Regions from separate parts of the Mus musculus genome. Here regions 1, 2 and 3 are each linked to region 4. The links are chromatin contacts, called in public Hi-C, Micro-C and promoter capture Hi-C maps. All regions are on one chromosome and are shown on one strand. Each heading gives the region's core, a stretch centred on a gene start, on an enhancer-like site or on the middle of the called end of the contact. The rest is flanking DNA. Distances are from core to core; before and after follow the strand shown. Region 1 holds the start of Rnaseh2a (ribonuclease H2, large subunit). Region 2 holds the start of 1700122E12Rik (a long non-coding RNA gene). Region 3 holds the start of Dand5 (DAN domain family member 5, BMP antagonist). Region 4 holds the start of Dcaf15 (DDB1 and CUL4 associated factor 15).

The links. Hi-C and Micro-C count contacts between places; a contact is called where the count stands out from the background. Capture Hi-C pulls out chosen DNA fragments and counts their contacts.
Region 1: a contact with region 4 is called in a Hi-C map of muscle stem cells, with 4 times the contacts expected there. The contact joins the promoter of Rnaseh2a here to the promoter of Dcaf15 in region 4. A contact is called at or near these places in 1 of 484 Hi-C or Micro-C datasets (muscle stem cells), 1 of 115 datasets of contacts at active chromatin or transcription factors (bone marrow-derived macrophages) and 2 of 9 other capture datasets (adipose tissue and pancreatic islet).
Region 2: a promoter capture Hi-C map of liver shows a contact between it and region 4. The contact joins the promoter of 1700122E12Rik here to the promoter of Dcaf15 in region 4. A contact is called at or near these places in 11 of 39 promoter capture datasets (the 3T3-L1 cell line, the HPC-7 cell line, cranial neural crest and 6 more), 5 of 115 datasets of contacts at active chromatin or transcription factors (astrocytes, bone marrow-derived macrophages, embryonic limb bud and 2 more) and 2 of 9 other capture datasets (adipose tissue and liver).
Region 3: a contact with region 4 is called in a Micro-C map of palatal mesenchyme, with 2.0 times the contacts expected there. The contact joins the promoter of Dand5 here to the promoter of Dcaf15 in region 4.

Annotation. Positions count from the first base shown.
Region 1 is chr8:84,964,227-84,970,137 of GRCm38.p6, reverse strand. It overlaps Rnaseh2a (ribonuclease H2, large subunit), which reads left to right and starts at 4,062. Exons shown (of 8, transcript NM_027187.4): 1 at 4,062-4,278; 2 at 4,496-4,567; 3 at 4,695-4,821; 4 at 4,920-5,007. The coding sequence starts at 4,152. Prdx2 (peroxiredoxin 2) reads right to left here and starts at 516. Exons shown (of 6, transcript NM_011563.6): 1 at 376-516.
Region 2 is chr8:84,842,865-84,849,087 of GRCm38.p6, reverse strand. 1700122E12Rik (a long non-coding RNA gene) reads right to left here and starts at 1,941. Exons shown (of 3, transcript XR_106144.5): 1 at 1,768-1,941; 2 at 793-1,018. Calr (calreticulin) reads left to right here and starts at 2,157. Exons shown (of 9, transcript NM_007591.3): 1 at 2,157-2,380; 2 at 2,737-2,838; 3 at 3,023-3,226; 4 at 4,123-4,217; 5 at 4,305-4,514; 6 at 4,597-4,710; 7 at 4,880-5,023; 8 at 6,052-6,144. The coding sequence starts at 2,290.
Region 3 is chr8:84,818,781-84,824,790 of GRCm38.p6, reverse strand. Dand5 (DAN domain family member 5, BMP antagonist) reads left to right here and starts at 1,968. Exons shown (of 2, transcript NM_201227.3): 1 at 1,968-2,422. The coding sequence starts at 2,111.
Region 4 is chr8:84,102,906-84,109,114 of GRCm38.p6, reverse strand. Dcaf15 (DDB1 and CUL4 associated factor 15) reads left to right here and starts at 4,318. Exons shown (of 13, transcript NM_001357322.1): 1 at 4,318-4,498; 2 at 6,062-6,159. The coding sequence starts at 4,367.

The sequences.
Region 1 (5,911 bases), core at 2,813-5,312, 860 kb before region 4:
CGAGAGAGGTGGAAGGAGCGCTCATATTCACCCTCCCAGTATAAAGTCTGCAAGGCCTCTGAATACCCGCCCCCCTAAACAGGGAACGAATGATGGGTCACCGCTGCTACCCAAATTATGGAGTCAGACCGAGTGCGGGTGGAGGGGGAAGTGAGCTCCTAGTTCCAGAATAGGACGGCTAAGCTAAGAGCGATGGACTGCCGAGCTCGGTGATCCAGCCTGCAAGCCAGGGCTCGGGCCTTGGTTTCCCGGGCAAGGACAAAGCGGCCACCATTGAACATGGAAAACAAAGACCTCCAAGCATAGAGGTCGTGATGAGGCCTGCACCACACTAGTGGGGCTCCTCCCATTCGTGTGCATTCTGGGTTTTCATACCTGCGTGAGCAAGAGCCGGACACACGGACGTCCAGACACGGGTAGAGACAGGAAAGAGATCTCAAAACCGAGAGAGCCCTAGGCCGGAGAACCTTTTATGCGTGGCCCAAACCACACCAGGCAGTGCGCGGGGAGGTGGGCGGGACAGCGCCGCGGTCGGATCCATTGCGGCTGCCGGGGGGGTGAGGGGAAGGCGCCGCGTGGCCCGGTCCACACGCTTTCACAAGGGTTGGGTGGGGTGTGCCCTTTCGGACGCCAAGATTGTCTGTGCTGTGGGCTCCTCGCGAGCCTCGGCCACGGGGCGCGTTGGGGTCGGTTGGAATCCGGGCATGGCCCGGAGCCACTTGGCTCCGTTGCTGACTCCCCTAGTGCTCCTAGGTCTGGTGTCCCCTACTCAGATCGACCCAGACTACCAATACTTTGGCCCGCACGGTGAAGGTGATACCTGGGAGCTGCTGACGCTGCAGCGACAAAAGGGTAAACTAGCAGGTGGACGGGAGTTACGCTATGAAAAGGTGTCCTCCCCACCCCAACCCCCGAAGGCCTCACTTGGCCAAGGCCCTACAAACAGACCCTCTCTGGCTGACTTCAGATCCCTGCCCAGCTCAGTGCAGGCTGGGTCTCAAGGAACTGGGCACTTTTTCTCTGAGTGTGATTTCTCGTCTGTGAGTTATTGTTTTGTTTTATTTTGTTCCGTTTCACTTTATTGAAAATTTACAGCCATGCCCCAACCGTACTACCTTTTGTTCTCAACTTCTTGCCCCGCAGCTTCCTTGGTCATCTGATAATTATATTAAACACTGCCTGTCTAATAAACAACCTATTAACATAGTGCTAGAAGGGTGGAGGCAGAGAAAGAAACTGGCCAGTCAGCTTGAGGTGGTAAGAACCAACACAGCTGGAATGACTAGCACAGTTAAAGTCACAGGGACTGTGAGACAGTGAAAAGGGAACAGCAAAAGGCCTAAGGGAAGAATAGGGAAAGGGGATGCCATTTGGCAAAGATCTGCTGAGGAAGGGTGTGGGGCACCAGCCTTTGTGAGTTCATCTACATGAGGAAGTATCAGTGAAGAATTCTGATGAAGGGTTGGGATTGCATTTGGTACTCAGTTGGTGGAGCACTGGCCCAGCATGTCCGAAGTTTTGATCCTTCCCCAGCGCTGCATAATCCACTGTACCCGTACACACCTACAATCCTAGCATTTGGGAGGAGTAGGGACCTGAAATTCAAAGACATCTTTGGCTACCCAAGGACTTGGAGGCCAGCTTGGGGTACATGAGGCTCTGTTGTTTTGTTTTGTTTTTAAGGAAGGAAGGAAAGAAAGGAAAGGAAAGGAAAGGAAAGGAAAGGAAAGGAAAGGAAAGGAAAGGAAAGGAAAGGGTCTTGTAAAACTGTAGGTCAGTGGCTCTTTAGCACTACCTTAAAAAATATATATATATCGCTTCTCCTGAGCATAAAAATTACTTTGTTGCTACAAGTTAGCTCAGCACCAGGGGGTTTAAGTGCATTTATTATGTCAATTATATCATTTAACTTAACATCTGTCAGCCTTGTTAGTCAGGTGGCACTGGGCCTGCTGGGTAGGCCCATGATTAAGTCCCTGAAGACAAGAGTCAACTTTGGATGGATGTCGGGTATGAAGGACAGGGAGTGAATACTCCCAACTGAGCTGGCTGGCGGAGATTAGAGGTGTCAGTTTGCAACTGTAGGCAGCTTACTGCTGTCTTTCTGAAAGGGTGGTTTGCTCTTCCTAAGTCACTGCACAGAGGCAGCAAAGTCTTAAAAATACCAGTTGTTACTATTAGGTTCCTTATCTTTGTCCCTCCCTGGACAAATCCTTTGTATGGTGGTTCACTCCCCAATTGGGTTTTCATGTCCACCCTCCATCTCCAGTACTGGAAGACTCAGTCCTAGGCCCGTGGGGAAAGTGGCATTGTTTCTGCAGCCTGGGCAGACAGGAACGCAGCCGTCAGGTGTTGGGCACGGCACCAGTCCCTGTGTTCATGGACCGAGAGAAGCTGGTACAGATGAGGCCGTGCCGGCAACAGGATTGCTCATCTTGCAGCCTGAAGGACTGCAACTAGAGGCCCTGAGCAGAGGTGAGCAACAGACGGGACATGGCAATGCTAGTCAGAACTGGCTGGCAGATCTAGGGCAGGGACTTAACATGAGGGCGCGGTCCTTTAATCCCAGCACTTGGGAGGCAGAGACAGGCAGATCTCTGGGTTCGAGGCCAGCTTGATCTACAGAATGAGTCCCAGAGTTCCAGGACGGCCAAGGATTCACAGATAAACCCTGTCTTGAAAAATAAAAACAAACAGCAGGAAGAGAAGGAACTGAGGTGGTGGCTGGTTTGAGGTGAGTACTAGGGCCCAAAGTCTGAAGCTTCAGGTTGGCTGGGGAGCAGGCACCTGACTTCAGACACAGGAGCTTTTCCGACAGCCATGGGACAAAGCAGGAAACGCTGGAAGGAGAAAGCCCTGTTGGAGGTTCAGGCCTGTGACTCAGGCACTCCTGAGGCAGGAGAATCAAGAATTCAAGATCAACCCAGGCGATATTTAATAATATTTAAGGCTATGTTTAATTTAATATTTTAGGCTATTTAATGCTACATGAGACCCTGTCTTAAAAAACAAAACAACCCCCCCCCAAAAAAAAAACTTGGTGGCAAGCAGAAGCATGTGATAGAGGAATGATGGGCGTGTGTCTCATTGACCAAGAAGACAATAGAGTGTGCTCGGAGTGGCTAAGGAGTCCGGGAGATGGGAGCTTCCTAAAATAAGGGATAGCAGAAGAGAGGAGGGATGGGGGAAGGGAGGGAAGATACCTGCCTGATGGGTGCAGAGCCTAAACAGGAAGCAGCTGGGGCCCGGCATCTCCCACAGTGGTACAGAAGGCTTTCTTTCAGAAAGATGATAAGGGACAGGTCCTAGAGGCAGCAGTGTCCTGGAGAGCCATTAACTTCAGGAAATGTGAGTCAGAAGGCCTCAGCCTTGTGGAATCTGGGACACTCAGTACTAGGAGCGGAGGTTCTGTGCAGCGTGGTGGGGAGGGAAGGTGGGTGTAGCTCTGTGAGTTCAAGGCCAATTTATGTAGCAAATTCTGGGTCAGCTAGAGAGACACAGTGAGACTCTCCCCCCACTGCCCCCACCCCCCAAACAAATAGAGAGACAGAGACAGATAGCCATTACAAACATGAATGGAGGTAGTAGGAGACCGGGACCCGGTGAGACCAGTGTTCCGCCTGTGCAATGATATTTGATCTTGTAAACCTCCAAAAAATATCAGTTGAGTGAGGGTTGGTAATTCCAGCATAGGAAATGGAGGTAGGAGGATTATGGATAGAAAGTCATCCCAGGCTACATAGTGACTTCAAGGTTGACCAGCCGGGCTTTATTAGTTGTCTCGAAAGAAACAAACCAAACAATCTGCTTAACTACATCTTAATTTCCTCGTTATTTCTCTCTGTACCAGTCACTGAGGGCCAGGCTCCAGCAGCAACGGGGCGGAGCTTGCAAAGTGACCCTGCCCACCCTCCATTACAAACCACGCCCTTGGAGATAGTCCTCAAAGACTACAATTCCCAGGAGAGAAGAGCAGACCAGCGGCGACAGCAGCGCGTGCGTAAACGACCACGCCGGAGGGCGCATCGAGGGCGGATCCTGCGAGCCGATTGGTCAGCATCAAGAGCCACTGCAGTTTTCGCGGAAAACGCGCGCTGGGACCTGCGCTTGCAGTGTTGTTTTCTACAATTGTTGGCTGTCGCAGAGGCAGCATGGATCTCAGCGAGCTGGAGAGGGACAATACGGGTCGTTGTCGTCTGAGTTCTCCTGTACCTGCTGTGTGTCTCAAGGAGCCGTGCGTTCTGGGCGTGGATGAAGCGGGCCGAGGCCCTGTGCTTGGTGCGCTTCCAGGGCCGCGGGCTGGGAGGCGCGTGGGTGAAAGGGGTGCAGTTTTCAGGGAAACCGGAGTGAGGATCATGCTGGGCCTTGGGATCCGGAAGCGATAGTGGGATGGCCTTGGGCCGTGGTGATGATGGCGCAAGGTGGCTTTTACGTACTGTACTCTCTGGTGGGAACCCTGCTCTCAGAACTCTTGACTTGTCCTCTTCCTACCAAGGTCCCATGGTCTACGCCATCTGTTACTGCCCCCTGTCTCGCTTGGCAGATCTGGAGGCCCTGAAAGTGGCAGGTGAGCCTGTGCAGAATGTCTGCACTCTGGGTTCCTGGGTATGTGCAGGGGGGCAGGAGAGATACAGAGGGGAAAGCGGAATCGGGAAACAACCACTTGTCCCCTTTTCTTTTAACTTTCTTCCCAGACTCTAAGACCTTGACAGAGAACGAGCGGGAGAGGCTCTTTGCGAAAATGGAGGAGGATGGAGACTTTGTGGGTTGGGCTTTGGACGTCCTGTCTCCAAACCTGATCTCTACCAGCATGCTTGGGCGGTGAGGCGTCCCTTCATGAGTGGGGGGAAGAGCAACCAACACAGGCAGGCTGCGTCCTGCCTTTGCAATGGTGTGGACTAAACTCTGTCCTTTACCAGAGTCAAGTACAACCTCAACTCCCTGTCACACGATACAGCTGCGGGGCTGATACAGTACGCACTGGACCAGAATGTGAATGTCACTCAGGTGAGCTGTTGGGTTACAGCCCTTTGGTCACCTTCTGATAAAAGGGACTTTAAAAAGTTGAAGTTGGGTCTGTATTAGTGATAGATTGTTAGTCTAGCATGCATGAAGTCCTGCTTCCATCCCAGCACTGCATAAAGTCAGAGTCGTAACACTTAGGAAATGGAGGCAGGAACATGAAGAGTTTATGGCCACCCTTGGATAAAAAGTGAGTTGAGGGCTGGTGAGATGGCTCAGTGGGTAAGAGCACCCGACTGCTCTTCCGAAGGTCCAGAGTTCAAATCCCAGCAACCACATGGTGGCTCACAACCATCCGTAATGAGATCTGACTCCCTCTTCTGGTGTGTCTGAAGACAGTACTTACATATAATAAATAAATAAATCTTTAAAAAAAAAAAAAAAGTGAGTTGAATGTCAGCCCAGGCTACCTCCAGCCTGAACCCTGTTTTTTTTTTGGATCCGTAGCATCCAAAGGTAAAGCCAGGCAAAGCAACAGAAACCTGTCACCTCAGTGCTAGGAGTGAGGGGACAGGAAGATCATGGGTCTGGATAGCTGACCAGTCCACCAGCTGAATTGTTGGGTTCCAGGGTTAGTGCAAGACCTTGTCTCCAAAAAAAAAAAAAGTGGGTCTAGAAAGATGAGAGCTTTGGTCTGCTTGCCTGTCTCTGTGTCTCTGTCTCTGTCTGTCTGTCTTTCTTTCTTTCTTTCTTTCTTTCTTTCTTTCTTTCTTTTCTTGCTCCAGAGCACCTGGGTTGGATTCGCAGCATCCACTGGGTGACTCAGAACAGCCTTACCTCCTGTTCTAGGACATCCTATTGCCTCTTCTGGTCTCCTCAAGTAATACACCCGTACACACAAGTAATACGCCCATACACACACAAGTAATATACCCGTATACACAAGTAA
Region 2 (6,223 bases), core at 692-3,191, 740 kb before region 4:
CTACCTGATTTTCTTAATTAAAAAAAGAAAAAGAAAAAGAAAAAGAAAAAAAAAGTGAGGGGTTGGAGAGATGGCTCAGTGGTTAAGATCATAGACTGCTCTCCCGAAGATCCTGAGTTCAAATCCCAGCAACCACATGGTGGCTCACAACTATCTGTAATGGGATCCAATGCCCTCTTCTGGTGTGTCTGAAGACAGCTACAGTGTACTTACATATAATAAATAAATAAATCTTTAAAAAAAAAGAAAAGAGAATATAGTGTTTGTGTGCATGTACCTGCATTACACATCACAACATAGTGTGGAGGTCAGAGGACACCGGCTCTCACCGTCCACCTTATCTGACACAGGGTCTCTCTTCTTTTCTCCTGCTGCATTGCAAGCAAGCTGGTCAAGTGTGATTCTCATGTTCCTGCCTGCTATCCTGCTGAAGTATACTGCGTTTACAGTTGTGCATTACCACATTCAGGGTTTGTTTTTTTTTTAAAGCTTTTAATTTTTATTTTATTTGTATAGATGTTTTGCCTGCACGTATGTCTCTGTACTATTTACACATCTGGTGCCCACAGAATAGGGCTTCAGACCCTCTGAAACTCAAATTACCTGGTTTTGATCCTTCATGTGTGTGTGCTGGGAATAGGACTGGGGTCATTCAGAAGAGCAGCCAGTGCTCCAAACCAATCTCTCCTGTCCTTTATTTCATTGTGTTAAAGCAGTGTATCATTTAACCCAGGCTGGCCTCAAACTCACTATGCAGCTGAGAACTGAACTTTTGACCCCTGCTTCACTCACCGTCTTGGGTACTAGGACAAAGCAGAAGGCATCAAGCATATGTGTCAGTGGCACAGGACTGGAGGGAGGGTCAGGTCAGTCACAGGTCTGTCAAGATCATGTTGAACTTGGGTGTCCTCCAGTGGGACCTTCACCAGCAATGCTGAGTTCTGTACACTGCCTGGGGGACAGGGTGGAGACCCAGCTTCTTGACCTCAAGTGTCATTGCTTGACTGAGTTCCTCTCACTGCAAAGGAAGCACGCCATTTTTGTAAGGATTCCTTCTGCGCAGTTCATAGTCTTGTTTCAGGGTTCCCAATTCCTCAGTTTGGAAACACCTCCCATCCCCCATCCCCTACAGGTACTGTTCTTCCTCCTCCAGGCAGCAGGCAGAGTCACATGATTTGAGTCAGAGGACTCCAGATCCAAGGGTCCTGCTTATCTCACTAGAACTATCACCATAGCCATCTGTGTCCTTTTTCCTCCTCAAACGGCACCCCTTGCCTTCTGCCGTTTATTGCAAAAGCCAAGTCGTTTGTGGGAGACCACAAGAAGTGACTCCTTTCATTCTCCAGCTTAAGAGAAAGAGAAAAAAAAAAAAAACAAAAATCAAAAAACCCCTACTTCTCACCCAAGAAAACACGCTTACACTCACACCCCTGAGACTTCTGTGTTTCCTGCTCTTGAACCGTGGACAGCCCTAAAAGGTTTAAAAGCATTTCTGTCAAGATAGCTCAGGGTCACCCCTGTTGGCTTCTGACATTTCAGGGAGGCGAAATGACTTGTATCATGTCACACAGGCTGCAGGGAACTACGGGACGAGAGGAGAAAGCTGGTACGTTCTCTATGGCCTGAACAACTGTGGAACCAGAATGCAGCGAAACCTCAGGATCCTGGCTGGCCCTTGACCTTATCCTGAATAGGAAACGCTCGCCATCGGTGGGCGTTCCCTAGGTGCAGGACAGACGGAACGTGAAAGTTGCAAATAATCCTTACTTCTTCCCTCTGACCAGAGAGGATGGGAAAGGGCCGAAGCTAAGGACCCGTCTCGGTCCCGCACCGCACGGTTAACACCTGGTACCGCTCGCGCGGATTCTTTAAACGACTCCTAGCGAGCCAGAGACTCTCAGCAGCAAGGGCGGGGTTGGGCTGAGGTTCAGTCACGTGACCGTGCCTGAGTGGGCTAGCGGCCCCCACCCCACCAGGGGGCGTCCCCCACAACGCGTGGTCGACCCTCATTGGCCCATAGTGCGACCAATAGAAATCAGCCATCTGGGATCCCAGCGTTCCGAGCCACAGCCTAACTTGCTGAGCCAACTGGGAAGCAATGGAAAGGGACAGCTGTAGGTCTAAACCAGTCAAAAGGACCGAGGGGCGGGCTCAGCGGCTGTGTCAGGTTCGGGTGAGAGGTAGGTGAATATAAATTGAAGCGGCGGTGGCCGCGTCCGTCAATACCGCAGAGCCGCTGCCTGAAGATCGTCTTAAAAGGCCTGTGTGCCGCCGCCCCCTCGGCCCGCCATGCTCCTTTCGGTGCCGCTCCTGCTTGGCCTCCTCGGCCTGGCCGCCGCAGACCCTGCCATCTATTTCAAAGAGCAGTTCTTGGACGGAGGTAAGGTCTGGGCCCGTCTCGAGGCCGCTTAGCGACTGCTGGGCCCCGAGACCTCGGCTGCCTCGTCGTGTGTAATGTAATTACCGTTCAGAGGGCCAACACTGTGGCCCCAGAGGGACTAGGGCCGCGGGCGGTTCCATGTGTGCGTCCTTGTGGGACTAGGAAGGCTCAGCCGTTTCCCGCCCCCAGAGTTAGGATTCGTCCAAGGACCTGAAGCCCATCGAGATGTCAAGTTTGAGGTTGGGATGGGAATCCCCTTCCCCACCCCCACCTGCTTGTAGCTCCTGACAGACGTTGGTTATGGGGGCGGGGGTCGGACGGCCCCGCTAATCTGACTCTATGCCCTTCCCTTTCAGATGCCTGGACCAACCGCTGGGTCGAATCCAAACATAAGTCCGATTTTGGCAAATTTGTCCTCAGTTCTGGCAAATTTTACGGGGACCTGGAGAAGGATAAAGGTACAAGGGAGTGGGTGCAGGACAACTTCCTGGAGGAAGCTGTAGTCAGCACATACATCTTGTTGGGGCTTTTCCCAGGAACACGGGAGCCAAGGACAGGTGGAGGAAGGAAGGGAGGTCAGCCGTGCCCCTCTAGGTCTAGGGTATTCCGGGTTCACCTGATGACAGTCCCATTTCATCACAGGGCTGCAGACAAGCCAAGATGCCCGATTTTACGCACTGTCCGCCAAATTCGAACCCTTCAGCAATAAGGGCCAGACACTGGTGGTACAGTTCACGGTGAAGCATGAGCAGAATATCGACTGTGGGGGCGGCTACGTGAAGCTGTTTCCGAGTGGTTTGGACCAGAAGGACATGCATGGAGACTCAGAATATAACATCATGTTTGGTGAGGGGCCCCCAGCCAGTGCTGACCTCTGCCGGTTGGACAGTGGGTGCAGACTGAAACCCTTTGTAACCAGAATGCTGATCTTCATACCATGGAAAGCACTTGAATGATGAAAATTTTTGTCCTGAAGGACAACTTTATTAGTTGGTGTACAATATTACTTGAAGACTTATATTGTTCATTTGTATGATATTTTCTACGTGTTAATAATTTTAGAAATGATGCTAATGACAGGGTCTAAAAATCAGTGAAAAATCTGAGCATGTGCATATTTCTTCTGTACTCAAGTATGAAAGGGTGTGCTAGTGTGAAGGTCAGAGGGCAACTTTGGAAATCTCTTTTGTCATCTGGGTTCTAGGATCAAATTTGGATTGTCAGGCTTAGTGGCAAGTACCTAATTTACCACTGAGCCATTTGCTGGCCCCAGAATGGTAATCGTTTCAGATTTGTAGTCTTTTATGCCTTTAATGGATGCATTGAAGTCAGATGTATAACTGTTCCTGAACAGTTAGGACTTTGTATAGAGAACCTGTCTCAAAAAAACAAACAAACCCCAACCAAAACAGGTTTTTATTTCTGGATAGCGATGGCTGTGTATATGTGTAATTCCAGCATTCAGACCACTGAAGTAGATCAGAACTTTAAAGGCAGCTTCAGTTAAATGTAACAGTCTCCTCTGTCAAAAATAAAATAAGAGCTGGAGATAGAATTCAGTGGTTTCAGAGAACACAAGCTCAGTTCCCAGCACTCACACAGTGTCCTGTGACTCCCGTGCCCACTTCAGACCTCTGCAGGCTCCTGTGTATGCATGGTATATAGTCACAAATAGATGAGGTTAGGTCTCCCTTTCTCAAAGGATAGAGCCTGCCATCAGCCTGCATATGCTTCCTACATAGGTCCGGACATCTGCGGTCCTGGCACCAAGAAGGTTCATGTCATCTTTAACTACAAGGGCAAGAATGTGCTGATCAACAAGGATATCCGGTGTAAGGTGTGCCTGGGGTAGTCATTTAAATGGCTGTCATGGGAGGTCCCGGCAGCCTGGTGGGAGGGACTGCTCACCTCCTTCCCTCTTCAGGATGATGAATTCACACACCTATACACACTGATTGTGCGGCCAGACAACACCTATGAGGTGAAAATTGACAACAGCCAGGTGGAGTCAGGCTCCTTGGAGGATGATTGGGACTTTCTGCCACCCAAGAAGATAAAGGACCCTGATGCTGCCAAGCCGGAAGACTGGGATGAACGAGCCAAGATCGATGACCCCACAGATTCCAAGCCTGAGGTTAGTGTTGGGAGGGTAGCTCCACCTCTGTCATAGAATGGAGGACATCTGGGTCCACTTTGACCTCCACGTGTACTCCTAGGACTGGGACAAGCCAGAGCACATCCCTGACCCTGATGCTAAGAAGCCTGAGGACTGGGATGAAGAGATGGATGGAGAGTGGGAACCACCAGTGATTCAAAATCCTGAATACAAGGTAGGCTTGGGTGTTTGGGTGTGGCTCCCTGGTGGGATGTTTCCTTGGGTGCTATGATTAATGTTGCACTGCAGAAACAAACCAAGATAGGCCTTGGGGTCCTAGTCGGGGTTGTTGGCTGTACTGTGGGATGTGTCTGCCTCTCTATTCATCTGGTTTTCTTCTACAGGGCGAGTGGAAACCACGTCAAATTGACAACCCAGATTACAAGGGTACCTGGATACACCCAGAAATTGACAACCCTGAATACTCCCCCGATGCAAATATCTATGCCTATGATAGTTTTGCTGTACTGGGCCTAGATCTCTGGCAGGTGAGACATAGGAAAGACAAGGGTTCCTGGCAGACCTCAAGTCAGGATCATACTGGTTTATCTGGAGGGAAGAACAGGCAGAGGCACCAACCCTAAGGTGTTCTGAAATGGTCCGCCTAATGAGGCATTTCCTGTTTTATCTCCTTTTTCTTACTCAAGAAAGATGGTTTATTGTTAAAGCATTTTTATGTGTATGGTTATATAGAGGTCAGAGGAAAACTTATCAGAGAAGTTGGTTCTCTTCACTATGTGAGTCCTTGGAATCAACTCTGGTCATTAAAAAAATCTTGGCAACCAAGTGCCTTCATTTGCTGAGCTATCTCTGCCTCCACTGAGCACTTTTCTCTTTTCTGCAGGGCTACTTGGCATGTGCTAAGTCTTTTGCCAAAGTGCCCCTGCAAAATCACCTGGGATTACCCAGTTACAGCTCTGCTCACTGCCCACCCTGGCTACATAACCAAATAAGATTTTAAGAAACATTGGTACCGAGTTTTTGTTGTTGATGTTTTGTGTCTAGGCCAGTTCTTGGCATGAGTTGGAAAAAGAGAGCCCCAGAATGCCTGTTTTATAGAGAAAGTAGTGTGGAAAGTGAAGCCAGTAGTCCATCCAGGTCATTAGGGTGTGAGTTCTGGAAGCATGGCTTCTAAACTGTAATGCTCCCAGGATCACAGCTCCCCCCACCCCGCAACCCCCAGCCAGGCAGGCTGGTCTTGGTGTATGTATGTATGGTATGTACTGACTGGCCTAAAATTCTTTACTTCTGCCTACCTTCTCAGTGCATCAACTTACATACTTGCCTGTCCCACCCACTTTTCTTTTGGACATGATCTCACTATAATCCTGTTGGCTTGGACCTCCACAAGTAGTCTGTCTTCTCAGAGCTGGGATCTAAGGCATGTCCTACCACACCCTGCTGCCCCACACATTTTGGTGGATTCAAAGACTAGGAAAGGTGGGAATAGAGGCCTGTCCAGAGCCAGGACTGCCAGAAGTCACTGCTGACCACCTGTCTTTCCGTTCTTTCCCAGGTCAAGTCCGGGACAATCTTTGACAATTTCCTCATCACCAATGATGAGGCCTATGCAGAGGAGTTTGGCAATGAGACGTGGGGTGTTACCAAGGTGGGTCAGAGCTCTTTGTTTACTCTAGGGGTCATCTGGGAGGACTGGCAGACAGATTTGAGCCAGGTATTAAAAGATA
Region 3 (6,010 bases), core at 719-3,218, 720 kb before region 4:
GGAGCCAGGCTGGCCTTGAACTCAGAGAGATCTACCTGTCTCTGCCTCCCAAGTGCTGGCCAGCTTGTAAAAGTCAAATATGCAGCTATGTCTACATAAAGAGACCCTGTCTTTTTTTTTTTTATTTTTAAAAAGATTTATTATTTTATATATGTAAGTACACTGTCACTGTCTTCAGACACACCAGAAGAGGACACTGGATCCCATTACAGCTGTTTGTGATGGTTGTGAGGAGACCCTGTCTTAAAAAACTAAAACTTAAATATATATGTGTATATATGTGTGTGTGTGTGTGTGTGTGTGTGTGTGTGTGTGTATATCGCAGAAACCTAATGTGCCAGGTATGTTTAAACACTTGCATTAGATAGCCTCACTTGGTTACCAAGTCCTCAGATTGGAGTTGGTTGAATCCTTGAAATCACTATTTGTGGGTACAGAAGGCTCTCTGTGTGGCTGCAAGGTATTGTGGGACTCTGCCTGAGAAGTTTGGAAATTTCTGTGAAACTCTGGCTAGAGTGAGAAACAGGGGCAAGGATGGGTAGGCGAGGTTGAGAAAATGATGGAGAGATCCCCGTGCAGGATTTGGTGGGATTTGGAAAGGTCTTTAGCCTGCTCCAGAAGGGAGATGGGCACCTTGGAGGGATGTAAGCCAAGGGCCTTGACCTGACTGAAGTGCTCTCAGGTGTCTCCTGGCAGCCACGTGGAGCAAAGGAGAAAGTGGGAGGTGAGGTGAGTGCGCTCATCCAAAAAGAAGTGAGGTGGAAGTGAGAAGTGGGGGATTCTGGCAGAGAAAACGTCAAGGCCGCTGCAATGCTTGGGCTGCAGCCTTTGTCGGTATAGGACTGGAGTTGGCTGGAGGTTCTTCAGAAAGGATGTTTGAGGAACAGCAGGCTGGAAGCTAGTGTCCCAGGGTGTAGCGGCCGCTAGATGGCGAGCGCGCCGCGGGAAGGACCCAGGCAGCAGCTTCTCACGCTCCTGCCGCCATGCCTTGCTCCTCCTCACCTGGGTGTGAGATGCACCGACAAGGGCCGTGTCCGACCCCCACAGGCGCCTTGAGAACCCAAAGTCTGGGATGCAATCTCACGTCTTCTGTGTACTTCCCACCACTCTGTTCCCATCGCTTGTATCAGCATCTCAGGTCTCTGCAAAAGTGTCACCTTCTTGGGGGTGGGGGTGGGGGGGGGTCTTCCCTGACGGCCCAGGTATCAGAAACCGGTACCTTGATCCCTCTGAAATTCATTTCATCCTATTGTTTTATTTTTCCTTTGGAACAAGATCGCTCTTTAGCCAAGGCTGCCCTTAAACTCTGGATCCTCCTGCCGGTGCTTTTTATGTGCTGGGATGACAGATATGGGAGTTGTGGCCCATACCTGCAGTCTCTGTACTCAGGAGACTGAAGTGGATGAAGCTCAAGATAATGGCCAATCTGAGCTACATAATACAGAGGTCTTGTCTCCACCCCACCCAGTAATACAGTAGTAGCAGTCAGGTTAATTCATTGTCGTTTGGGTACAGGAGTGCTGCAGAGCTGTTTATAATTCATAAAGGTTTCTTCCTCAGAACAGGGGGAAAAAGTTATGGGTTCATGAGACAAATGAGCATGAGTATGTGTGTTTCAGGTCTCTCTGAGTCCTCAACACAACCTCTGAGGTTGTATCTGATGCTGTTGCCAGTATCCTGTTACAGAGAAGGGATGAAGCCCAAGGTGGTTAATGACCTTGCATGAAGGTGCACAGCCAAGAAACTTCAGGGCAGCACCGAAGGGTGTGATGTCACTAAGTGGATGAATAGGGGTCTGAGGGTTCAAAAGACCCCTTAGCTGCTGTCCCCTGGGCCTGCCTACCTTGATTCTCATGGTCCCCATGGAGCAGGCTCAGCCCCCCCAGGGACTCTCAGCAGGCTGGGAGGAGCTGTGGGATTGGCCAGGTCAGCTTCCCTTCCTTCCCTGCTGTGAGCTCCCAGAAAACAACTCTCAAGCTGCTCTCCAGGGAACAGTGATAAAAAGCAGACCTCTGAGGGCCCGCACTCCACACACTAGACAGCAGGGCCCACTGCGAAGGACCCTGAGCCCATTTTAAGACAAACAGACAAACGACTGCACAGCCAAGTGATGTTCCGTAGCCAGTTCACCACGCTGCTGGGTCTGTTCAGTGGGGCCTGGCTACCCACAGGCTCAGGGAGGCCTGGGGCCCCAGCGACCCCTGTTCAGTCCGGGACTGCTATCAATCAGAGCTGGACTCTGGATCCCCTGGTGCCCATCTCTGCCCTGGGTAGCTGGGAGGCCTTCCTGGGCCTGCAGAACAAACAGCAGGGGACAGGTGAGCTGCAGGGAGGAGGGCAGAGAGTAGCTGCTGGTGTGCCTTTGCCCTTGGCTCCTCAAGAAGTGCTTCAGGAGACTTGTAAAGCTCTGTCCTTTGTTCAGGTGAGTCTGTAGTGGTGGTGGTTGTGTCCATGGTGGTGGTGGTGGTGTCATCTTTGGTAATGATGGGGTCTGTGGTGGTAGCAGTAGTGGGGGGCACTCTCAGCAGTGTTCAGAGCACAGGTCCTATGGCCAGGCAGATTTGCAATTAAGTCTCAAGTCCTGAAGCTAAGTGCCTATAAACTTTAGGTTTCTTCCTTATCAAACAGGGCAAGTGGTTTTCCACTTCTGCCACTGTGGTTGCCTTTGTTTTCATTTCTCAAGTCTGATTTTTTTCTTTGTTGTTTTTTTTTGTTTGTTTTTGTTTGTTTTGTTTTTGAGACAGGAATTCCTGCAGCCCACCCTGACTTCTATGTAACTAAAGTGCTCTCAGGGCTGAAACTATGTAGCTAAAAAGGATTTTAAGATTCCACTTCTCGCACATGCCTTTAATCCCAGCACTCCTCTGCATACACACATACTCATGTGCCCACAGATATGTGCCATTACCTAGCAGTGGTGGCACATGCTTTTAATCCAAGCACTTGGGAGGCAGAGGCAGGCGGATTTCTGAGTTCAAGGCCAGCCTGGTCTACAAAGTGAGTTTCAGGACAGCCAGGGCTACAGAGAAACCCTGTCTCGAAAAACCAAAAATAAATAAATAAATAATTCCACTTCTCTTAGCCTGGTCCACCGAGTGAGTTCCAGGGCAGCCAGGGTGGCACAGAGAATCTTTGTCTGGAAAACCAACACAAACAAAGGAAGACAGCAACGACAGAAGATCCCACCCCTGACCTCACCTTCTGTGTGCAGCCGCACCTGGTTTACAGAACCTAGGGCTTCATGCGTGTGAGGCAAGCTCTTCCCACTGAGCCCCATCTCCAGCCACTGGCTATTTTAGCAGCCAGGAAGAGGCTGTTGACAAATCCATGTCCCTTGCTGCTCTCCAAACGACCAGGACTCTAAAGTTACTCTCCCGGTTCTAAGAGCCCACAAGGGTCTACATTCTTTGACCTCCCTGATTTGGGCTCCTCCCACTCATCCCTTCACTCCTGGCGGATGACAGACTTTCTTGTGTGCTGTGTGTATATGTTTAGACAGAGCTTTGCTCTGGAGCCTGCATTTGTACTGGGTATCACAGACTGCCCTCTAACCCAGTGATCCTTCTGTTGGGATCATAGGTGTGAGTCACCACACCCATCTTGGAGCAGAGGTATCTGTCTGTCTGTCTGTCTGTTTATTGTTACTGCTGTTATAGCTAAAGTCTTATGTAGCTTGTGGCTGGCTGTAAACGTCATATCTTCTTGCCTTTGCCTCCTGAATGCTGGGATTACAGGTATGAGCCAGCAGAGCAGTTTATGTGGTGTTGATGGTGGAACCCAGAACCTCAAGTATGCTAGACAAGTACCCTACATCCTGAGCTACAACCCCATTTCAGGGCAGAGGCTATCTGGTTGGTTGGTTGTTTTCTTTCTAATATTCCTGTCCCAAGACCTACAACAGGGACAGGCATACAGTGGACATATAGTGTTTGTTGAATGAATGAATGAATGAATGAATGAATGAATGAATGACTAATAGCAGATGCTTCTCACCGGCTATAGGGCAGCCTGAACAAGAAACAATTTCATATCTGCGATCAGTTAGTGTTTCGAAAGGGCTTTGGGAATTCTTATTTTGTGCTGAGTTCAATCCTGGCTTATTGTGTCTGTAGCTAGCCTTCTCTAGCCCATAAAACATAGGTAATAACATGGGTTCATGCAGAGTGCTTTTAGCCATGCTCAGTAGGGCATCCATTCCCAAAAATCCCTGGCTTGGTATTTGGCTATTAAACCTGGGAATTTGGGCTGGTGAGATGGCTCAGTGGGTTAGAGCACCCGACTGCTCTTCCGAAGGTCCAGAGTTCAAATCCCAGCAACCACATGGTGGCTCACAACCATCCGTAACAAGATCTGACTCCCTCTTCTGGAGTGTCTGAAGACAGCTACAGTGTACTTACATATAATAAATAAATAAATCTTTAAAAAAAAAAAAAAAACCTGGGAATTTAGGAGGCCAGGATTGACCTATCTGGTTCCAAGTCTTTTTTTTTTTTTTCCTTTCAAGATAGGTCTCAGCAAACAGTTCAAACTGGCCTGGAACTTGTGAGCCCCAGCCTCTGAGTTCTGGGGTTACACACATCACTGTGCCCACTCCATTCTTCTTCTGCTACCTTCCAATGACTGACCTAGTAGAATGCAACTTGGCTTGGAGTCTAGCTCACTGCTGAGCCCGCGCTGCACCAGCCCCAGATGGCACAAGACACTCTAGGTTAGCGGACTTCCTGCAGCTATGTAGTCTCAGGCAGCTCCGAGCCTCAGTCTCCTTACTTGGAAATAGGGACATATTAGTCCTGGCTTCATCATCACGGGGAGTCAGAACATCAGGTCTGGGCTTATCAGGGGCCAGCGTTGGGGGCAGGGATGGTTTCCTTCTTTAATTCCAGTGCTCAGAGTGGAACCCAGGACCATGGGCATGTAAAATGTGCCATGTGGGAGGCTGAGGCAAAAGAATAAGGAATTCAAGGCCAACTTCTGCTAAATGAGTTTGAGGCCTGTCTGGCTACATGAAACCTATCTCAACAACTAACAAAAAAACCATAAAGGTTTCAAGTGGTTTCTTCTTTGCCTTTATTATTATTATTTATGTATTTATTTATTCACTTATTTTTTGGTTTTTCGAGACAGGGTTTCTCTGTATAGCCCTGGCTGTCCTGGAACTCACTTTGTAGACCAGGCTGGCCTCCAACTCAGAAATCCGCCTGCTTCTACCTCCCGAGTGCTGGGATTAAAGGCGTGCGCCACCACAGCCCAGCCTGCCTTTTTAATTTTTTTCATTATTATTCTGAGCATGGTGATGTACATCTTTACTCCCAGCACTTGAGAATACAAGGCGGTTTCTCTGGGAGTTCCAGGCCAGCCTGGGCTACACGGCAAGTTCTATCTAGCTAGGGTTGCATAGAACGACCCTGTCTCAAAAAAAATGTAATTATACTTATATATTTTTTTGTTGTTGTCTTCAGACACACCAGAAGAGGGCATCAGATCCCATTACAGATGGTTATATCTACCATGTGGTTGCTGGGATTTGAACTCAGGACCTCTGGAAGAGCAGTCAGTGCTCTTAGCCTCTGAGCCATCTCTCCAGCCCTTATATTGTTTTTGTTGTTGTAGTTGTTTGGTTTTGAGGCAGGGTTTCTTTGTGTAACATCTCTGGTTATGCGGGAACCACCTTTGTAGTCAAGACTGGCCTCGAACTCACAAAGATCTGTCTGCCTCTGTCTCTGAAGAGCGGGGAATGGAGGCATGCTCCATCATGCCTGATCCAAATGTATTTATTTATATTTTATGTACACTGGTGTTTTGCCTGCACATATGATTGTGTGAAGGGATTGGATCCTGGAATTAATGTTGTGAGCTGCCATGTAGGTACCAGGAATTGAACCTGGGTCCTCTGGAAGAGCAATTAACACTCTTAATTGGGTGCTCTTACGTGCGTGTATTTGCCAAGCTATCTCTCTGGTCCTTATATTATTATGTTTGGTTTTTCAAGACAAAGTTCCTCTGCAACCTG
Region 4 (6,209 bases), core at 3,069-5,568:
TATTATATATATAATATACATATGTGTAGCGGTAATGGGCTAAAACCGCTTTGTGCTCCCTGTGGGTCATACATCCAGTCACCCACCAGAGCCCTCTGGCCTTTGGGAGCTGAATTGAATTGAGACAGCTTTAGAACCAATCCCTAATACATATGTGTATGGGCACACGTTCCCTAAGATGGAGCATGTACGGAGCTCATACAGAGACCAGAAGACAACTTCTCGGAATCAGTTCATTCATTCTACTGAGTGTGATCTGGAGAGTAAACTCAGGTCGTCATGACTGACAGCAGGCACCTTCACTCATTGAGCCTACCTCTACTTGAGATGGGGTTTGGGTATGTTGAACAGGTTGGCCTTTGCCTATCCAGTGTTGGGAGTGTAAACCACTCCAGCCTTCTCTGAGCATGGGTTCTGAGGATGCAATCTCAGGTTTCATTTTCCCAAAGTAAGCACTCTCCTGATTGAGCTATCACCCCAGACATGGTTTGGGTTTTTTTATTTTGTTTTTTTGAGACAGGGTTTCTCTGTGTAGTCCTGGCTGTCCTGGAACTCACTTTGTAGACCAGGCTGGCCTCGAACTCAGAAATCCGCCTGCCTCTGTCTCCCAAGTGCTGGGATTAAAGGCGTGCACCACCACCCAGCATGGTTTGGGTTTTTAATGTTGTTTGTTTGTTTGTTTGTTTGTTTTTCCTCCTCCTCCTCTTCCTTCTCCTCCTCCTCCTCCTCCTCCTCCTCCTCCTCCTCCTCCTCCTCCTCCTCCTCCTCCTCCTCCTCTTCTTCTTCTTCTTCTTCTTCTTCTTCTTCTTCTTCTTCTTCTTCTTCTTCTTCTTCTTCTTCTTCTTCTTCTTCTTCTTCTTCTTCTTCTTCTTCTTCTTCTTCTTCTTTTGAGACAGAGTCTATCTCTGTAGCCCTGGCTGTTCTGGAACTCCATCTGCAGACCATCTGGCCTCACCTGCCTCTGCCTCCTAAGTGCTAGGATTAAGTTGTACTACCGTTGTCCCACTTGGTTTCTTTTTTAAAATAAAAACACTGAGTTATTTTTAATTACCTCTCTCTCTCTCTCTCTGTGTGTGTGTGTGTATGTGCTTGTGAGTGCAGGTGCCCACACAGGCCAGAAGAGGGCACTAGATTCCCCCCAATCCCTTTGACCTCCAGCTGAAGTTATGGGCAGTGGATACTGGGAATTGAACTTAGGACCTTCACAGAAACAGTAAATACTCTGAAGCACTGAGACCTCTCCTCAGTTCCTCTTAAATGCTGGGATTCCAGGCCTGTGCCACCATATCTAGCCTCTGCTCATTTTTCATCTATTGTCTTATATAGAATGTCCTTGAATAAGGGACAAATATTTGGTGTGTTCTCAGGGTTAGATTATAAAATTTAGGGATGATATCAGAGGGTACATTATTCTTAGAAACCATGTGTAGTAGCTTGTTTCTGTCATTCTAGCATTGGAGTGGCCAAGGCAGGAAGATCCAGAGTTGAAGGCCAGCCTTACACAGCAAGACCCTTTCTAAGGAAAATTAGATTAAGTTAAAGAAGGGGCCTGTATATGATGGTGGTTAGCTTTAATCCTAGCACTTGGGAGACAGGGGCCAGTGGATCTCTGTAAGTTCAAGTCAACCTGGTCTACATAGAAATTTCCAGAGCAGTAAGGCTACATAGTAAGATCTTCAAAATAAATAAATAAATAAATAAATAAATAAACAAACAAACAAATAAATAAAAGCAAGCAAGCTAAGGAGCACTTGTCATACAAGCCTAACAAGAGAACATAATTCTAGGAGTTGGCTGGGCGCGGTTGGCTGGGCGTGGTGGTGAGCATCTTTACTCCTAGCACTCAGGAGGCAGAGGCAGGCAGATCTTTGAGTTCGAGGCCAGCCTGGTCTACATGGTGAATTCCAGGACAGCCGGAGCTATGTAGAGAGAACCTGTTTCGAAAATAAAAGTAAAATAAAATAAATAAACAAAATAAAAGACCTAGGAATCCAAGACAGGAGAGACTCAATCATAAATGCTGCTTTCTGACTTCCAGAAGCATGCCATAATGTCCTTGCACGCACGCACACGCATGCACGCACGCACACGCATGCACACACACACACACACACACACACACACACACACACACACACACACACACACCAACAGTAACAGAAACTAAAAAGAAAGAAAAAAAACCAAAAAGGTGTTTTTCCTCAGACCTATTATGTGTCATGAGAGCAACATGGCCCACAGCTGACAGTCATACTTTGCTTTTTGGTTAAGGAGCTATCTGCCAGATCACTTCTACTGCCCTCCGTTTACTTTCTGTTTTGTTTGCTATTGATCGACTGATTGACACAGTCTCACTACATAACCCTGGTAGGCCTGGGACTCTCTATATAGACCAGGCTGGCCTAGAACTCACAGACCTTCTGCCCCTCCCTAGTACTGGAATTAAAGGTAGGCAGCACCACGCATGCCCAGCTCCCCTCATTCTATAAAGACACTAATTTAAGTGCCCATACCAGGGAGCAAGTAAGCCCCTCCTCCTAGAGGAAGGAGTGTCTGTAGTAGAAGTTCTGAAGATGAGGAGGGGCAGTAAAACAGGTTTCTCCTTAAAGTTTCCTTCCCCACTACAGCAGCCTTGGGTGGATCTTGCTTCTTAACAGAAATCACAAACTCCAGGCTCAGTGAAAGACTCAGGAGGCAGTGGTTTCCTCTGAGTTTGAGGCCAGCCTGGTCTACATAGCAAGCTCCAGGTCAGCCAAGGCTATACAGTGAGGCCCTAAGAAACCAAAACCAAAACCAAAACCAAAACCAAAACCAACCAACCAACCAAACAAACAACTCATCCCTAAATTAAGGTGGAGAGTGAGAAGACCATTTTTGACCTCTTGTCTTTTCATACACTTTCATGGGCAAAATCTCATCTGTACACTGTGCGCGCGCACACACATACACACAAACACACACACACACACACACACACACACACACACACACACACACACACACACTGCCTCCTTGCTCTTCCTTTCCCTCCTGCTCTGGGTCCACTAGTCTATGATTCAGCTGAGGCTGGGTCTGCACATGCATGGTCATATTTTCTCCTCATGCTGGGGGGAGGGGGGCTGCTAGTGAGCCCTCCAGTCTTTGCATAAAGAAGAGATCACCTAGTAAGTCTCTCAGCAGTGTCCCCATCACTAATCCATACATCATGGCAGGTTAGTCTTGAACCTCTCCAGAAACCTTTGTCTTTGCTGGAATATTCCTCCTCCCCCGCTTCACAAAGCTACTTTGCATCCAACTGCCTTTCTACCCATACCTGGAATTCAAGGACAGGTACTCATTTCCTTGTTTATGACCTGTCCTGTTAGCTGGGTTCTCAATAAACCGAATGTGGCTGTAAAAAGAGCAGCCAGCAGTCTGGGTACACAAGTGCCATGTCTTCAGGGGAGTTCACTTTATGCCTGTTCCACGTGTAAAATAAAGGACCATTGCAGAGATTGAGTGAATGTAGGCAAAACTGGTGCATGAAGCTGTCATGTCCCGTAATATTTATTACCATTATTAATTAGTATGATAGGCTTAACAGGCCTTCCACAGGAGGTGCAAACTCAGAACCACGCCTGACCCATGGAAATTAATTTTTTTAAAAACAGCATGATATCTGTCTGATGCTATCATCGTCATCGTCGTCCGGAAGATGCTTTGTTTTGTTTCTTTGTTTGTTTTTCTGAGACAAGAGTCTCTCTGTGTAGCCCTGGCTATCCTAGAACTCACTCAGGCTGGCCTCAAACTCAAAGAGATCCACTTGCCTCTGCCTCGTAAGTGCTGGAAAGGCGTGAACCATCACGCCCGGCCTGGAAGATGTTTTAAAACGAGCCATTTTTTTCCCCACCGCCTTTTCCTGGTCTCCTCCCTAGCTGCCCAGGGATGCTCCTCAGGCCTCGGCCCTCCCAGCCTGAGCCAGAGCCAGGGCTGGAGATTCTGGCCCTTATGGACCACAGGTTCCCATAGCCCCGCCCACAGGCCGCTGGACGGCCAGTGGTTTCCACGGAAACCCACTCAGGGGCGTGACAATGTCAAGCCTGACAGAAATCTTCGCCTATTCAGTTGAAGTTTTTTGGCCGAGGAGCGCCAAAGTGGTTTCTGAGTGGTTTATCTTTAATGAAGGGCGGGAATAAGGCGGGAGCTGTTACCATCTTTACCAACCAAAAACCAAGATAGCTTTGATGGACAAGCGTAGCGGGAAGCGACAAGGAATGCCGGCTGTCACCCAACCGGCCGGCCGCAGTAAGGAGAAAAGGCCAATCAGAAAGTGCCAGGGGCGGGGCTAAGGGACCGGTTGCTCCGGAAGTGGAGGGAGGGGGTGAAAATGGCGCCCAGCTCGAAATCGGAGCGGAACAGCGGGGCCGGGAGCGCCGGCGGAGGCCCTGGGGGGACCGGGGGGAAGCGGGCGGTGGGGCGGCGGCGGGAACACGTTCTCAAGCAGCTGGAGCGAGTCAAGGTGAGGCCTGGCGTCTGAGGCGAGCGCGCCCGGTTGTGAGGAGGAGGGGACGCGGGAGGCGGCGGAGGGAGGGCGGCGCGGCGAGGTGGGGGGCGGGGCCGGGAGGGGGCTGGGCGGGCCGGGCGGTGGGGATGGGGATGGGTTTGGCGGTGTGGAGGCTGGTGCTGAGGCGCGGGCTGGGCTGGCGAAGGTTGGTGACTTGTGTGCAGCCAGTGAGGCGGGTCACCTGCAGGGGGCCTTGAATGAAGGCTGCTAGGCGAGATCAGTGAAGAAGGAAGGGGCTTGGGTGGCGGAGGCCGGGGAGAATCATGGAGGAAAGACCGGGGATGGAGGCTGATGGGCGGGTTACTGTAGAAGCTGTCCGAGGAATCTGGAGGAAGGGGAGACCTTGGTTTAGACCGATTTTTCAAAGCACTGCCCCTTGTTGGAGCTACCCCCCCAAACCCCTGAAGAGCCCCTGCTACCGACAATGGGCAGCCTCTGTTGGATGCTCCCTGTCTGTCCAAGCTCTGACCATCTCTATATCTAGTGCTTGTACCTAGGTCTGCCTCACTCATTGAATGGAGGAATGTTTCCAGAGTAGGGCCAGGTCTTCTCAAAGTGGAAGCCACTTAGGGCTCTGTCTCCCTTGTCAGAGGACACCTGAAAGGACAGGGATGTGAATAATGTTAGGTGGGCAGCTGTGGAGCAAGATTGTCTATGTGCACAGGAAGTTGGGAACTGGGTAAGGGCGAACTGTGCTTTTTCCTGGTGCTCCCTAAGCAAGGCTGTGGCTCTGCCCTTAGCCTAGACACTCCCTGGGCAAGGGTTATATCCTCTCAGGAAGGCTTGTCTGACAAAGCCATTCCCTTCATGGGTCGAGATGAACTAGGGGCAAGGTGCCAGGCCTTCTTTCCCACTAGATGGCTATCTTTTGAAGGCGGGCCAGAATAGCTCCCCAGTGGTCAGCTTTATGCCTGTTTCCTCAGATCCTTCCTTGGTGATGTTTTAGGGTGTGACAGTTGATTGGCAGTTAATTAAGAAAGGGGTTTTCTTAATAATGGATTGGAGCATTGGGAATACTGGGAGCTTTTGGTTCGGAGGCTCTATAGGTATAGGCTCTTGCCACCAAACCTAATAATGTGTGAGATCCCCAGGAGCCACGCAGTGAGAGGACATAGAGACTCCTGCAAGCTGTCCTCGCCTCTACTGTGAGTTGTAGTCTGCACAGTAACTACATTATCAAGAGAGAGATGGGTCCCCTTGTGGGCTAATTGGGAGCAGGCAGATAAATGCATGGCCCCACATCCTAGTCTCATGCGTCAGTTTTCAGGAAGGAGTCAGTTGTCCCAGTGAGGGATCCTTCCACAGGGAGACGTAGGGCTAGGGCTGGGAGGACTCTGGATCCAAACGGGGCTACGGCTGGGATGTAACCTGGGTCCTTGGTGGGGGTGGGGTGCTTTGTAAGGTCACTTGGCTTTGGTGTCTCCATCTGCCCCAGCAGTGGGCCTGGGGAAGCCTCGGCCTCTGGGAAGGAGGCTGGGAGGCTGCTTGGCTAAAGAGCCCTGGCTGTCTCTTCCCCAGATCAGTGGGCAGCTCTCACCTCGTCTTTTCCGGAAGCTGCCCCCCAGGGTCTGCGTGTCCCTCAAGAACATCGTAGATGAGGATTTTCTCTATGCAGGGTGAGGCTGAAGCTAGGCTGGGTGGTGGCAGGTCGGGCTGTGGGCGTGTC